2 separate regions of the Triticum aestivum genome follow, and region 2 is linked to region 1. A link is a contact called in public Hi-C data. All regions are on one chromosome and are shown on one strand. Each heading gives the region's core, a stretch centred on a gene start, on an enhancer-like site or on the middle of the called end of the contact. The rest is flanking DNA. Distances are from core to core; before and after follow the strand shown.

Region 1 (7,425 bases), core at 3,092-5,591:
TTCAACCGCCTCCAAGCCCAGCACCACCAAGGTCGGCCTACCTATCCACCATTTGGGCCTAGGCCCATGGTGAGAAGCCCATCCGCCCCAGAGTACCTTTCAGTTTCGACCTAGTGTTTTTTTCACTGTCTGTGATTTTGTCCAATTTTCCAGAGTTACCAGTTTTGCAGAAAACCCCCTTTACTTCATGCATTTAATAACTCATAAATAATGCATCATATGTAAAAACTTTATATATGAAAAATGCTTAGAATTGCATCTAGATTCTTAATATCCAACTTTCATGCATTTTTAAAATATTTAAATTGTTGTTTGATTAAATTTGCTCTAATAATATTTAAACGGGAGAGAACTAAATAAGACATGTGGTGTTCCGTCAATATGCAACTCGTTGCATATTGAGCTCAACTTAATTTGTAGGTTTGTTTGTGCACTTTGCCATGTCATGCCTCATTAAACTGGACATGCATCATACTTGGTTGTGCATCATGCCATGTTTATGTGTTGGTTGTTTACTATGTTGTTTGCTTCTTTCCGGTGTTGCTTCTTCGGGCTAGTTCCGATAACGTCGTGTTGTGAGGATTCGTTCGACTACGTCCGTTTGTCTTCTTCATGGACTCGTTCTTCTTCCTTGCGGGATCTCAGGCAAGATGACCATACCCTCGAAATCACTTCTATCTTTGCTTGCTAGTTGTTTGCTCTATTGCTATGCCGCGATACCTACCACTCGCTTTATCATGCCTCCCATATTGCAATGTCAGTCTCTAACCCACATTTCCTAGCAAACCGTTCTTTGGCCATGTTACCGCTTTGCTCAGCCCCTTTTATAGCGTTGCTAGTTGCAGGTGAAGTTGAAGTTTGTTCCATGTTGGAACATGGATATGTTGGGATATCACAATATGTCTTATTTAATTAATGCATCTATATACTTGGTAAAGGGTGGAAGGCTCGGCCTTATGCCTGGTGTTTTGTTCCACTCTTGTCGCCCTAGTTTCCGTCATACCGGTGTTATGTTCCTTGATTTTGCGTTCCTTACATGGTTGGGTGTTATGGGGACCCCTTGACAGTTCGCTTTGAATAAAATTCCTCCAGCAAGGCCCAACCTTGGGTTTACCATTTGCCTCACCACCACCTACTTTTCTCTTGGGAGTCGCTCTCCCGAGGGTCATCTTTATTTTACCCCCCCCCCCGGGCTAGTGCTTCTCTAAGTGTTGGCCCAAACTTGGCGATGTCCAGCGCCCCCTAGGCAACCAGGGTCTATGCCAACCCGACGTCTTGCCTATCAGGTGTGCCCTGAGAACGAGATATGTGCAGCTCCTATCGGGATTTGTCGGCACATTCAGGCGGTCTTGCTGGTCTTGTTTTACCATTGTCGAAATGTCTTGTAACCGGGATTCCGATACTGACCGGGTCTTCCTGGGAGAAGGAATATCCTTCGTTGACCGTGAGAGCTTGTGATGGGCTAAGTTGGGACACCCCTGCAGGGTTTTGAACTTTCAAAAGCCGTGCCCGTGGTTATGGGCAGATGGAAATTTGTTAATGTCCGATTGTAGAAAACTTGACTCTTAACTTAATTAAAATGCATCAACCGCGTGTGTAGCCGTGATGGTCTCTTTCCGGCGGAGTCCGAGAAGTGAGCACGGTTCTTGTGTTATGCTTGAACGTATGTAGTTTCAGGATCACTTCTAGATCACTTTTAGTTCACGACCGTTGCGTTGCTTCTCTTCTCGCTCTTATTTGCGTATGTTAGCCACCATATATGCTTAGTGCTTGCTACAGCTCCACCTCACTGCCCCTTTCCTACCCATAAGCTTAAATAGTCTTGATCTCGCGGGTGTGAGATTGCTGAGTCCTCGTGGCTCACAGATACTTCCAAACAGTTGCAGGTCCCGATGATGCCAGAGCAGGTGACGCAACCAAGCTCGAGTGGGAGCTCGATGAAGATCTTAGTCGTTGTTTTGTGTCTTTTCCGTTTGATCAGTAGTGGAGCCCAGTTGGGGCGATCGGGGATCTAGCAATTGGGGTTGTCTTTCTTTATTTTGGTTCCGTAGTCGGACCTTGATTGTATTCTGGATGATGTATGATATACTTATGTATTGTGTGAAGTGGCGATTGTAAGTCAACTCTTTATCACTTTCTTATTCAGTACATGGGATGTGTAAAGATTACCCCTCTTGCGACATGCCTACTATGCAGTTATGCCTCTAAGTCGTGCTCCGACACGTGGGAGATATAGCCGCATCGTGGGTGTTACAAATTGGAAGTGTTGTAATCTTTCACATTATAAAGAGAACAAAAGGTAAAACGTTGGAGTTTATTCTGCTTCATTTGTGAAATCGTACACGCATATAAAATTCATTGAGCAGACATATAGCTTGGAATAAAATTATATTGGAAAGAATTATATTTATTAAACGGGTGAAACAAACTAACCAGATACATCTCCATGAGCAACAAAATGTCTGCCCAAATCTGTGGGATATGAGATGCATACATGTTGCAGAATATCTTTACTTTCCTGTAGGCACCGTACAATGGTCACTCAAAAAAAGATAGAGTGAACGATATAAAGAATAACGAGTAAGGCAAGAAATATGCAATTTGATGAGTAAGGAACACATGTGTAATAGAGAATTATAAATGATGTTACTTCTGTAATTTCCTTGTGAGAGAAGTATATTACCTTATGAAAGCAAAGCAGTCATGTGAGATAGAGATAACTGCGAAAATAGAAAAATATGATAATAAACTTGCAATATAGAATCAGAAATCTTTGTAGCCCTAGAAGTTTATCTATCCATATTGTATTGGAAAACGAAAACCATTATTCGTAGAATTTTATCTATACATGTTAATGTTTAAGCATAAATTATGATGACAATACAAAATTAACTATTGTAAGAAAATGATCTCAAATTCAAGTTGTTCTTCAATGGAAATTCAATAACACACCCAACAAGATGCATACATAAGGTTACAACCCGGTATTTACTCCATCATCACCTACACAATTAGAAGAATGCTTTGTTAATTTTTTTTAAAAAGGTGCTAAGATGGATGCCAATTAAAGGTAGGAGAGGGAAACAATATATAAGCTTGTCTTTGATCAGTCATATAAATGACATCAGATCAACAAGCACTATTGCCCGTGATTTTTCACGTGACAATATATTGCCTACCGGTTTTTTCCATGCCACAGGAGTCGTCCCTTACCGTCTTCGTAGTCTCTTCCTCTCAGGTAATAGCACATGTTGCCGTGTTGTGAGTAGATCAACAACCAAGCCGAGAAGCAAGACGAAAGGATTTCCGCCTACTACATGCTCGAAGGAGTTCGAACCCCCGCCACTCAGAGTAGGTTGAGGAGTCGCGCCTCACCGGCGGCGACGCCAATCCAGATCCTCCTTGAGGCCGTCATCGATGGGTGGACATGGAGGGAAACATTGGTGCATCTCGGGAGTCGGGAGCGAGGGAAGGGAGTGTCGGCGATGGCGAAGAGAGTAAATCGGGTGTGGGAAACCCTAACTGGCCAAGAGGGAGACAGAAGAGACCGTAAACGTACATCGGGAAACAAAAGACGCAGTGCTGATTTTTTCTCTGAGCTTTAATAGTAGAGATGCTTACGGATGCGGGGGTGATTGATTTGGATGGCCTGCCCATGTGTGTTTAAGGAATGATTGATCTGAACTGATTTGGATGGCCTGCGCATGCGTGTTTTCTAGTTTTTTGGTATGTGATCTTTTGTTACGGAACAGACATATGTTTTGGTAGGTGTCTCACAGGACATACCATATAGTCAGAGATAGCAGAGATTTTGTGCGTGATTTTTTTTTTCTAGGCAAAGGGGATGTTGCAAGTGCACGGAAGCAACAACATAAGGTAAGTGCAATCTTAGAAGTACGTGATTTTTACCCCTTTTGCAATGATCTGTAAAAAGATAAAAACCAATGGTACAGGGATGGTGGGAGGTGGAAGAAAATAAAATCAGACGAAAATAAACCGAACTATCAAGCTACCAACTACTTCATTTTTAGTAGTAAAAAGATACTTATTCCTTGGTTCACAAGGTCAAAACAATGATTTTGCTCTAGCCTCTAGGGGCGACGAGGGGGCGAAAAGGACCGCGTCCACGAGATCCTTGGCGCACCGTCAGCTGCTCCCTCCGTATTGAGTGCTGCTATGCACACGATACTCTTGGACGATTCTTGGACGATAATGCAAATCAGACCATCTATATAAAGGACTAGGTGCAACACAGCCAGTGGATTAAACATATCGTCGCTGAATCGTCCAGCAGTATCGTCTGTGAAGTAGTTTCGCTCCGTATTCTTCTCACTAGCCCCACCGCAACACCCCATGTACTCCTCCACCACTACTCCCTCTCGCTTTCATGTGGGCCCTCAACTCCGTGACCCACAAGTCGGCCAAGTTGTAAGATTCCTGTAAGCTGTAGCCTTCTCCTCCCCCAGCATAGGCGATGGTCCCGTCGCCCAGTAGAACAATTTACTACAGGTTGGAGCATACACACACGCACTACGAACTTAATTAAAGCTACTAGAGAAATTTATCCCACCCGTTCCTCGCTTTCATCAGGGAAGAGAGAGGGAGGAAGAAAGCTATCAACGGCGACGCGGCGGTCCAGCAGATCCGTACTGCTCGGGGGATCTGGGGGAAGGGAGAACCGGCGGGGGCCGCCTATGCGTCGGTGAGGTGGGGCCCAGTAGGCGGTAGAGCAGGAATGGCGGCGGCGGTGTTGGGGAGAGGGAGGTGGCGACCGGTGGTCGTCGCTGTGTTGATGGTTGTTGCGGGGGTGGGCCATGTCTTCGCCAACACGGAGGGTAAGCTGCTTTGATCTGCTACATGGCCGTTGATGTGGGGATGCTGGTCGGTTGGTTTGGTGTATGGTTACTGATTTTCGGTTGCTTTTATTAGCACAAGCTTGAGATGAAGGGTTGGGCGGGCGGTCTCATCCTGTACTTTCCTATTCGTGTAGTCGAATTGGTTGGAAGGGAATTTATGGTTCCGTATAGTTGATTTTCATAGTCTCTACTAGTTGGGCCTGATTGGTCTGCTTTGTGTGTGTAAGGATAGAAATCTGGTTCCTTTCTTCTTATTCCTTCCAAAGTGGAAGAAAACACGCTAATGAGGAATTGCTATTTTGACTCTCAGGTGAGATATTTCATTTGATCTGTGTTTGAGTCAAGGCGGGTGCATTCTTATAAAGGCTAGTGATAAGAAATCCTTTTTTGCACAATTGCATCATCAAACAGTATACAAATTGATGAGCTGCTTGATAGTATATTTACTTTGATGATGATTACATAGCTTTTGCCCAGCATACCTGTTTCTTTGCAATACTGTTCCATATATAGTCACTCAAGGAGCTTCTTTATATATTCTTCATAAGCTTCTATCTGTCGGCCCATGCTAATTTACCTTTTGTCGATAATAGGTGATGCTCTGTATAACCTGCGTCAGAGTCTGAAGGATAGCAACAATGTATTGCAGAGTTGGGATCCCACTCTTGTTAATCCTTGTACATGGTTTCATGTTACATGTAACAATGATAACAGTGTAATTAGAGTGTAAGTTGACGAAAAACTCTCAGCATGCATACCAAAGGGTTCAAGAGTGATCATCTTCATAATACCCTTTTGCTCTTTTCAGTGACCTTGGAAATGCACAATTATCCGGTGTACTAGTGTCCCAGCTTGGGCAGCTGAAAAATCTCCAATATTTGTAAGTTCTGGATGCAATGCACTAGTTTTTTCAAACTGTAGACTGGCACTTAAGACATCTTACATGCAAATTCAGTAAAATGTAGTACTAAAATCTTGCCACTTCATATATTCATATAACATCTTATTGTTTATTTACTCTTAATCGTTTGGTGTCGATTGTGTGACTTGCATCTATTGTACTCTAGAGGAACACATGCCTTACATAGAGGGGTTACAACCGCAGATACACTCCACTTAAAGAAATCCTTTCCTAATTCAAGCACTTCCCTAACTTATCTCCAACTCCTGGAGTCCTAACTTACTTGGCAAGAAATATCAACACTAAGCAACTTGGGTTCTGCAACCTTAGGTGTGCCCAACTCTTCTGCCTAGCTGCCGCTAACCAGGTCTCGGTAGTTCCACATGACATGGGCAGTGGTGAAAGGTCAGATCATGTGCCGACAGTGCAACTAATCAACTAATCGAGTAGCCCTTCATCAGTGTGTGCCTGATATTGCTATGAACTTCGCCGAAGGTTTCCTTCTGTGTCAAATTGGCTATCCTGACGATCATCGGCAACTTCTCCAAATATGCCCACTTCGTCCCTCTACATCATCCTTATTCACTTAGCTCTATGGCTCAGGTCTTATTTGATTAGGTGCATGGCATCCCAAGTTTCATTATCTGGCACATTCTTGTTTGTGATCAATGGAAGATTGGTACCATGATTCCCGTCATGTTGCAAGGGTGTGTACTTTGAACTATGTCTTTCGTCCTATGTACCTGCCATGCTCATGGAACTAGGCAAATCTTGGTAAGATGGACTTGTCTTCCAGAGTGAGGCTGTATAGGAGAATATTGCACAAACCAAGCAGCACTAACCTTTTCCCAGCTTCAGGGTGAGTTGTTTGCCATGAAGAGGGGTGATGACACTCACGTGGGAACCCTCCTACTGCCGGAGATTTAGGGCTATTAATGGTCAGACACAAGATTTATCTGTGGTTGGGCTGAATCTAGGATTGTTATTCATTGACCAACACTTAATGGCTAGGAGTTTGAAGTAAGAGCAGGTGTTGAATCAGGGAAGCTATATTGAATTTAGAGTTATGTCTGGTTGAAACCCCTCTATAGAAGGGGATTGAAGTATCAGTAAGGGAAAGCAGTAATTACTCTATGTCTCTATCCTCCCATTCCTGATTTTCTCTCCTCACTCCTCGGCCTCAGGGCCTCTAAGCATGTGGAAGACAGCTGGTCCCAAACTAGGGTTTGGCATCTCTCAAGCCTGTAATGCACTCACTGTGGGATTACATATGAGTTAACTTGCTATTTGATTTACTAAGTTGGGTCTATTTATACCCTTCACACGAGTTATGATTGGTCACGAATGGCACACCTGCCTCCTAAATTTTACTCCAATGCCAAAAGCCCCTCCCAACCTGCATCACTGCCCTGCAGTAGTGTACCGTCTTTGGCGGAGATGGCCTAACTAATCTGTTTACCGTATCTTAGCACTAGCCGTACAGACAAGATCCTTGTGCACAACGATAGTGAACTGAACCTTGCGATGAAGCTTCAAATATTTTGGGTAGATATCCAGAAACTCTGTAACCTAAATGCACAATCCTAGTTTGGGAGCCTTGGTGCAGCGGCAAAGCTGTTGCCTTGTGACCATGGTCACGGGTTCGAGTCCTGGAAACAGCCTCTTGCA
Region 2 (7,425 bases), core at 1,449-3,948, 420 kb after region 1:
TTGCATCTCCATATCGCTGTCAGTCTAGTGGTCAAGTAGAATTGAGCAATAGAGAGATTAAATTGATTTTCAAAAGACTGTTAATAGGTCTAGAAAGAACTGGTCTAAGAAACTTGATGATGCATTATGGGCTTATAGAACTGCCTATAAGAATCCTATGGGTATGTCTCTGTATAAAATGGTTTATGGAAAAGCATGTCACTTACCTCTTGAGCTAGAACATAAATCTTATTGGGCAATCAAAGAGCTCAACTATGATTTCAAACTTGCCGGCGAGAAGAGATTATTTGACATAAGATCGCTTGATGAATGGAGAACCCAAGCCTATGAAAATGCCAAGTTGTTAAAAGAAAAGGTTAAAAGATGGCATGAAAAAGGATACAAAAGCATGAGTTTAATGTAGGTGATCATGTTTTGCTATACAACTCTCGTTTAAATTTTTTTATAGGAAAGCTTCTCTTTAAATGGGAAGGTCCTTACATTATCGAGGAGGTCTATCATTCTGGTGCCATCAAAATCAACAACGCCGAAGGCACCAACCCGAAGGTGGTAAACAGTCAAAGAATCGAACATTATATCTCAGGTACTCTCATAAATGTTGAGTCCAATATAATTAATACCATAACACCGGAGGAGTACATAAGGGATAATTTCCAAAACGTTTCAGACTCTAAAAGGGAATAGGTATGTGGTACGATATGTAAATCGACTCCAAAACTGTTCTAATGGCAATTTTTCTCCATTCTAGAATATTTAAAAATTAGGAAAATTAAAAGTAGTCCGAAATATGCATGAGGAGACCACCAGGGTGGAGGGCGCGCCCTACCCCCTGGGCGCCCCCTGCCTTATGGCCACCTCGTGTGCCCTCCGGACTTTGTTTTCTTGCACAATACTTCTTTTGGTCGGTAAAAATTCATTATATAATTTTCTGAAGGTTTTGACCACTATACCACGATAAAATTCTTTGTTCTTGTTTCTTGCTGTTTTGCCTTGACAAATTTGAAAATATGTCGTCCCAAGATTCAGAGAGAGGGAGCTATATAGCTGATTATATCGCAAACCCAAAGGCCTACGGGGATGTGGAGCATTATGGTTGGACCACAGAGGAAGAAGAAGACTATGATCCAAAGGGAAGGGAGGAGACAAGCTCGGAAGAAGATGAAGTCCCACTATACCAACCTGGAGACATGCACGTGGAGTTCAAAAAGTCAAGTCTCCCTAATAAATCAAAGAAAATTAAGATCGAGTTTATCCTTTTTCATCTCTTGCAGGAAAACGAACATGATCTATGTAAAAAGATATTAAGGTTTGAGCAGGAGATCGATGACTTAAGGAAGGAAAATTCTATCCTCAAGCGTAAGCTGAGAAAGGACACTACATCAACAACTCCATCGTCATCACCTCCGAAGAAAGAAACATAAAAACATGGGTATGGGTACTCCCCTTAGCTACCGCCAAGCTTGGTGGAGATGCCCCGGTATTGTATCACCATCACACCTTTACCTTTATCATTTTTCTTAATTCAATCCTTTTGGTTATATCTTGATCTAGTAGAATAAAGTTTTAGTATGATTTAGCTTTGAGTTTTGTTTTGAGATCTATATATGTAATCGACTCCTTGAGTTATTCTAACATATAAGGAGGCTGGACGACCGGCCCACCCGAGAGCTCCTTCGATTTTGCATCGTTCTGACCCTTCGATCATGCCTGGTCGCGTCAACGCTTGTGTGCCAGCCGTTTGATTTTTGCAGTTCGTTTTGACCTGCGGTTGTTTTGTCGATGCACGATGACTGATGGGCTTTGCTAGGCCTTGGATTGGCTGGGTTAAAATCTCTCGCGTGAGCCATTCCCGCTGCGTCGCGTGGCTCGATGTGCGCAGACCGCGTCGTGCGTTGTGGGCGAGCAGCGAAGGGGTTGGCCGACGCGTATGTACCTGGTTTCTGCACCCGCTTCTGTGATGGGTAGGCCGATGCTGATCCTGGTCCCACTCGTCGGCTGGGGTGGCTGTATCTTCACGGTCAACTGTTCCTGTCGTAGTGGTCCTCACGCGGTGCCCGCATCGTGCGTCGTGCGTCGTGGGGAGTCGTTGTGTCAACTTTGCTACAGCTACGGACATTTGTTACGGGTTGCAATCTACAGGAGTACGTGGGGTAAATTAATTGGAAATTAACGGGGGTCACACCACTGAATTCACGAGGGAGGAGGGATTACAGGTGGGGCCATAGTTATGGTGCTACCCGTAAGTTTAGAATTTTCGGTCGTTGTGTCCTGCGGCAGCTGCAGAGGGGTGGGCAGATGCATGTGGATAGGGATTGGACGGACATAACCACACGCGCGATCCACACCCACTCCTCACGCGGTGCCTCCTCCTCCTCCCTCTCACAGTCGCTGCACCGTTGTGTCCTGCGGCAGCTGCAGAGGGGTGGGCAGATGCAAAGGACGACAGCGGCGGCGCGTAGGAGAGAGAAGATGAGAGGGAGAGAGAGAAGGAGAGGAGGGAGAAAGAGAGGAAGAGGATAGGAGGCAAGGCGTCGGATGTGAGAGAGCAGGGGAGGGCCAAGAGGCCAGCGGTGTGGGCTGGAGCTGAGAGGCCGGAGACCCGGGCGGCGGACGCCTCACGAGGTGGCGGAGAGGCCGGCGATAGGGAAGGAGCAAAATCGTCATGGATCTGTAGGGAAGGTGAGGTCCTGACGGCTGAAGATGGTGCGCAGCCGGCGACGCGTCCTCCCCGCTCTCGCTCGCTCGCATCGTCTTCGAGATCGCGGGCTCGGCGCACCTCTGGTCGTGCCGCCGCGAGTATGTCCGCCTCTGGTGGGATCCCGCCTCCATGCGCGGCCACGTCTGGCTCGACGCTAGCGCGCCCGGCGCGCCGGGGCCCAGCGCTGCCGGGGAGGACTAGCTCCTGCCGATCCGGGTGTCCGAGGACACCTCGCGCTTCCGGTACACCAACCCGACGGGCCACCCTTCTGGGCTCCGGATCACGCGCATCGCTGCCGAGGCCGTGCGGCTTGTGGGAGGCGGGGGCGCGCGGTGGGTGGTGCTCGTGGACGACGACACCGTGCTGTCCCCGGACAACCTGGTGGTGTGCTCGGGAAGTACGACTGGAGGGAGATGGTGTACGTCGGGGCCTCGTCGGAGAGCCACTCGGCCAACACCTATTTCAGCCACGGCCCCTCGCCGCTGTGCTCGCGCGGACACTCGACGTGTGCATCGAGAGGTACCCCAGGCTGTATGGAAGCGACGACCGCCTCCATGCTTGCATCACGGAGCTTGGCGTACCCCTTTCGCGCGAATATGAATTCCATCATGTATGTTTGGGTGTTCATATTTTTGATAGACAAACACTAATAGGTGCACTTGACTGTTTGAGGAAATGCCAACTGAAAGCGAAATTCAGTTAGAACTAGCCTTTTGCATGTGTGTTCTTGATGCTTCATGTACGACCACATAGTAGGGACGCAATAAATATTTCTTAGCTAGGTTGCTTGCCTAATGAAGCTCCCATGTGGACCATTTACTCCTCTGTGTTATTGGAATTTGTTTGCGGTGTTTGCTCAGGCTGAAGAAATTCATGTCGTTTTCCTTCATTTATTTTCTTTTATGAGTAAGTACTACTCCCTCCGTCCGGGAAAAGTTGTCTTCATGGTCTTTTTCTGAAAACACCCCCAGTGAATTCCCGACAAACCCGCAGCTCCCCGTCGTCTCCCCCGCCCCTCTGTCGTGCTCCCTCGCGCCTCGGCAGCTCGGCTCCTCCGCAGCCCCCCGCAGGTCCCCGCGTCGCCGGAGCTCTCCTGCCCCAAGCCTCCCCCACCCCACGCCTCCCCCACCCCACGCCTCCCCCGCAGCTTCCCTCTCCTTGTTCCCCTCCTCTTTCCCCGTGGTGATCCACGGCGAGGAGAAGGCTCGATTTTTCTTCGATCTACTCGGCGGCGGCCATTTCCAGGTCCTCCTCCTCGGCGCTGCGGCGGCGGGGCCGAGCAGAAGAAGTGGATGCGCGAGTATGCGGCAAAGGAGGTCACCTTCGGCATTGGCGCGCACGCCGGCATGCTGCGGTGCGTTAACGAACTCGCGAACGCCGTCAAGGTCACCATGTGCGGTGCGAAGGGAGGGGCCGCGGCGGCGGCGCCGTGGTGGAGGCTTCCCGTGGAGGTGCTGCTACTGTGGGCGACGCGCGCAGCGAGGAGCGCGTGGTCGGTGCCCGTCGCCATCGCGCTGCTCGGGATCGCCGTGCGGGGCCGCCGGATGCGGAGGCAGAGCAAGGCCGTGGCGCGCTTGCGGCTTGTCCTTGACGATAAGGTCAGGCCCTTTGCCCCTTTCAGCCCCATGCCGCGTCCCAATCGCTTGATATTGCCCCGCTGTGCTTGTGCTTGATGTGATCTTTGTGCTTCACGGGAAAAATGTTGAAATTCAGTTTGCAAAGAATTGCATTGAACCTCTCTGCAAATTCCTGAACTTGACGAACCAGCTCAACAAGCTGCTATTTTTAGCATTCCCCTTCCTTTTTTGTGCCTGCAGGACTATAGTAGGTTTTGATGCTAGTTCAGTGATTTAATTGTTATAGCTCGCTGCAATGTGATGTTCAGTCATTAGTGCCTGCAGTACCAAATGTGATGTTTGATGTTTGCAACTTGGTCATAACTCTGATTATCCAAACCAACATCAACATTTACTCATCTGCTAACTTATGCTTCCTCAATGGTGGGCAGGTCTAGGTTATTCAGGCCAATGACAGGTATTCCTTCAGGAGCTGCTAGCTAACAAAATTGTCCATTGTAGTTCAGTGATTGCACAAAATGTGTCCAAAATCTAGCCTAATTTATTTACTGTCAATATCCTGTGTTGTAATTCAGATGTTTACAAATTCAGTGCCACACTGAAATTTTGATCTACCTTCACCAAGTTCAGTAAATCTTAACTCTTAATGTCAGATTGTTAATTCTGAAACTGTGATTTCTGGAGTACATGTGGAGTAGTAGGATCTGAAGATTTTGTGTGTCTAGATGTCGTTGCTGGAGTACATTATCTACCAAAATCACCGCAATCAAGAGTACACAAAGTCTAGATATGCACCATGTTCCTGTTAATTCTGAAACACACCCTGTTAGTTGCTACTCCATCTAACAGTGTTGCCACCATGTTCTTGTCCTGTTAATCAAGAGTGCTACTCCATCTAACTGTCATGAGGGATTATATAGGGTGAATTTGCAATGCAATGCCAGTACTACACCTGACGATTTGCAACGCCAGTGTGAATTTGCAGTGCAAAAAAATCGTGAGAAATTAGAGTTTCTCAGATAAATTGTGAGAAAATTAGAGTTTCTCAGATATGCCAGCAAGAAAATTCCTGTTGTTAAATTTACTGAAAATTCAGTTAATTTGGCTTTACTGTAAACTTTACCGAAACTAAATTCAGTTAACTCCTTACAATAATTTGGAATTTGACCACAAGGAGCAGTCAACAAGAATGTTCCAATGAACCATTTTTTGGATGACCCATAAGACTAACTGAAGAAAACCGTATGTATAAAGACTGCAACTTTTTGATTGAAAATGTTATTCTCCTGGTCAAGACTACAACATTTGATTGATTGTTTTGAAAAATATACTGCTGTCTTGAGGAATCTGGTGGAACGTTGATTTGTTTCCAAAATAAATTGATTGATTGTGCACTGAAAATATTTGGAAATATACTCCAGACTTGAGGAATTGGTGGAATCATATTGATTCTTTCCAAAATAAAATTGATTGATTGTGCACTGAAATTATTTGGAAATATACTCCAATCTCGAGGAACCTGGTGGAATCATATTGATTGTTTGTTTCCAAAAATGGATTGTTAATTTGCTTCCAAAAAATGATTGATTGTTTGTTTCCAAACATCTTCATGCGTCCAGCAGGTAGGCGGCGGCGGAATGCCTACGAGAGGCGGGGCCGGTGATTGGATTCGTAGCAGCAGCAGCAGAGGCGGGGGCGGGGAAAGAGCGTTTGGCTACCAGCTCGGTGACCGTCGGGTGGGCGATTCCGTCACTTAGGTGGCCGGCGGAATCACGCAGGTAGGCGGCGGCGGAATCGCGCAGGTGGTCGGCGGTTGGTCCTGGCGACGCGCGGTGGAATCGGGGACCAGCTCGCCTCCGGTGGGCGGCGGAATCAATGGGCAGCTGTTCTCGGGTGGGCGGCGCGGGTGTTCGTGGGTGTCTGCGATCGCCGGAATCGCCAGCACGGCGGCGGAATCCGACCGCGCCGGCCCCTGGCGACGGGAGGACGGGCGGAGGGAGGAGAAGGAGACTGGTACCTACTTCAGACAGTTTTCAAATTTCGAGGGTTGTTTTGCAAAAAGAACATTACACTGCGCTCTGGACAACTTTTCCCGGACGGAGGGAGTACCTTTGGCAATTGCTCTGTCCAGCCTATTAATCACCGATAAAGGTTTTGATGCAATCTACGGAATAAGCTCACATTGTTGATTGCAGGATCAGAAGATGCTTTACACATAATTGTGTGATGCTCAGAGACATTTTGCACAACGGAAACTTCTTGTGAAGCTTGATCTTATTCAGGTGCCTAACTGACTACGGCTTACTAGGTGTTTGTGCTTACCAGTATGCCAGAAACTTCTTGGAAGCTCGCCGTTTCAGGTGCCTAACTGACTGCCGCTTTCTATGTTCATGCTTATTTGCAGCCAGATAGTGATTTTGGGCTGAAAGATTATTGCAAGCTTAGAATCTTTTAAAGGTCCTTATTGACATGACTTGTATGATAAACTTCCAAAATATTCATTTAACGTTGCTATTTTTCTTTTCAGAGCCATATGAATTTTTTATAGAAACATGAGCAGAATAAAATGGAAACAGCTTCTGGTACATCTGAGGTATAAAATCGGCAATCTTCGTTGAATGTTGAGCTTTTTCATCTATAACTGTGTTTTCTTTAAAGTTAACTACAGAAGCATTGCTTTTATTCACAGGTTTTGCTTTTCTTTCATGTTTCCTATCCAACATAAAATCTGTGTCACTGGTTGTAGTCATCGCTTCTAAAGTCAACGCTGCCTTTTCTGTCACAGGTTTACTGGTTTTTCTATTTTCATTCCTATGGCCTGTATTTTTGTAGCGAGCTTCTTTTATGCTTGGTTACCAAACTTATCAATTAGCATGCCTATTTCTCTGCATTGTATAGCCTTTATTATATTATAACTGTAAAGAATGCAGTTTGAGGATAATCTGCCAATTCTTCTGTATTGGATATGAAATAATTAGGCATTTCTAAATTGTCTTGAATTTCCCTGAACTGAAAAATGGACTGATCTACTTGCTGCCTGTGCTACTAAACATAAAACTGAAAAACCTTTTACTGCCATTTTGTTGGTACTTTCCATAATGAACTTGGTTTCTGTTCACACACATGTACTGCTACATTATCCTATACATG

Evidence for each region. A called contact is a pair of places that touch in the nucleus more often than the background predicts.
Region 2: a contact with region 1 is called in a Hi-C map of leaf, with 3 times the contacts expected there. The contact joins the promoter of LOC123129603 here to the promoter of LOC123127533 in region 1. A contact is called at or near these places in 2 of 5 Hi-C or Micro-C datasets (both in leaf).

The regions. Positions count from the first base shown.
Region 1 is chr6A:351,955,889-351,963,313 of IWGSC CS RefSeq v2.1, forward strand. LOC123127533 (LRR receptor kinase SERK2) reads left to right here and starts at 4,342. Exons shown (of 12, transcript XM_044547264.1): 1 at 4,342-4,509; 2 at 4,591-4,835; 3 at 5,450-5,582; 4 at 5,665-5,736. The coding sequence starts at 4,475.
Region 2 is chr6A:352,378,374-352,385,798 of IWGSC CS RefSeq v2.1, forward strand. It overlaps LOC123129603, which reads left to right and starts at 2,699. Exons shown (of 2, transcript XM_044549705.1): 1 at 2,699-2,884; 2 at 3,018-3,521. The coding sequence starts at 2,699. The coding sequence ends at 3,401.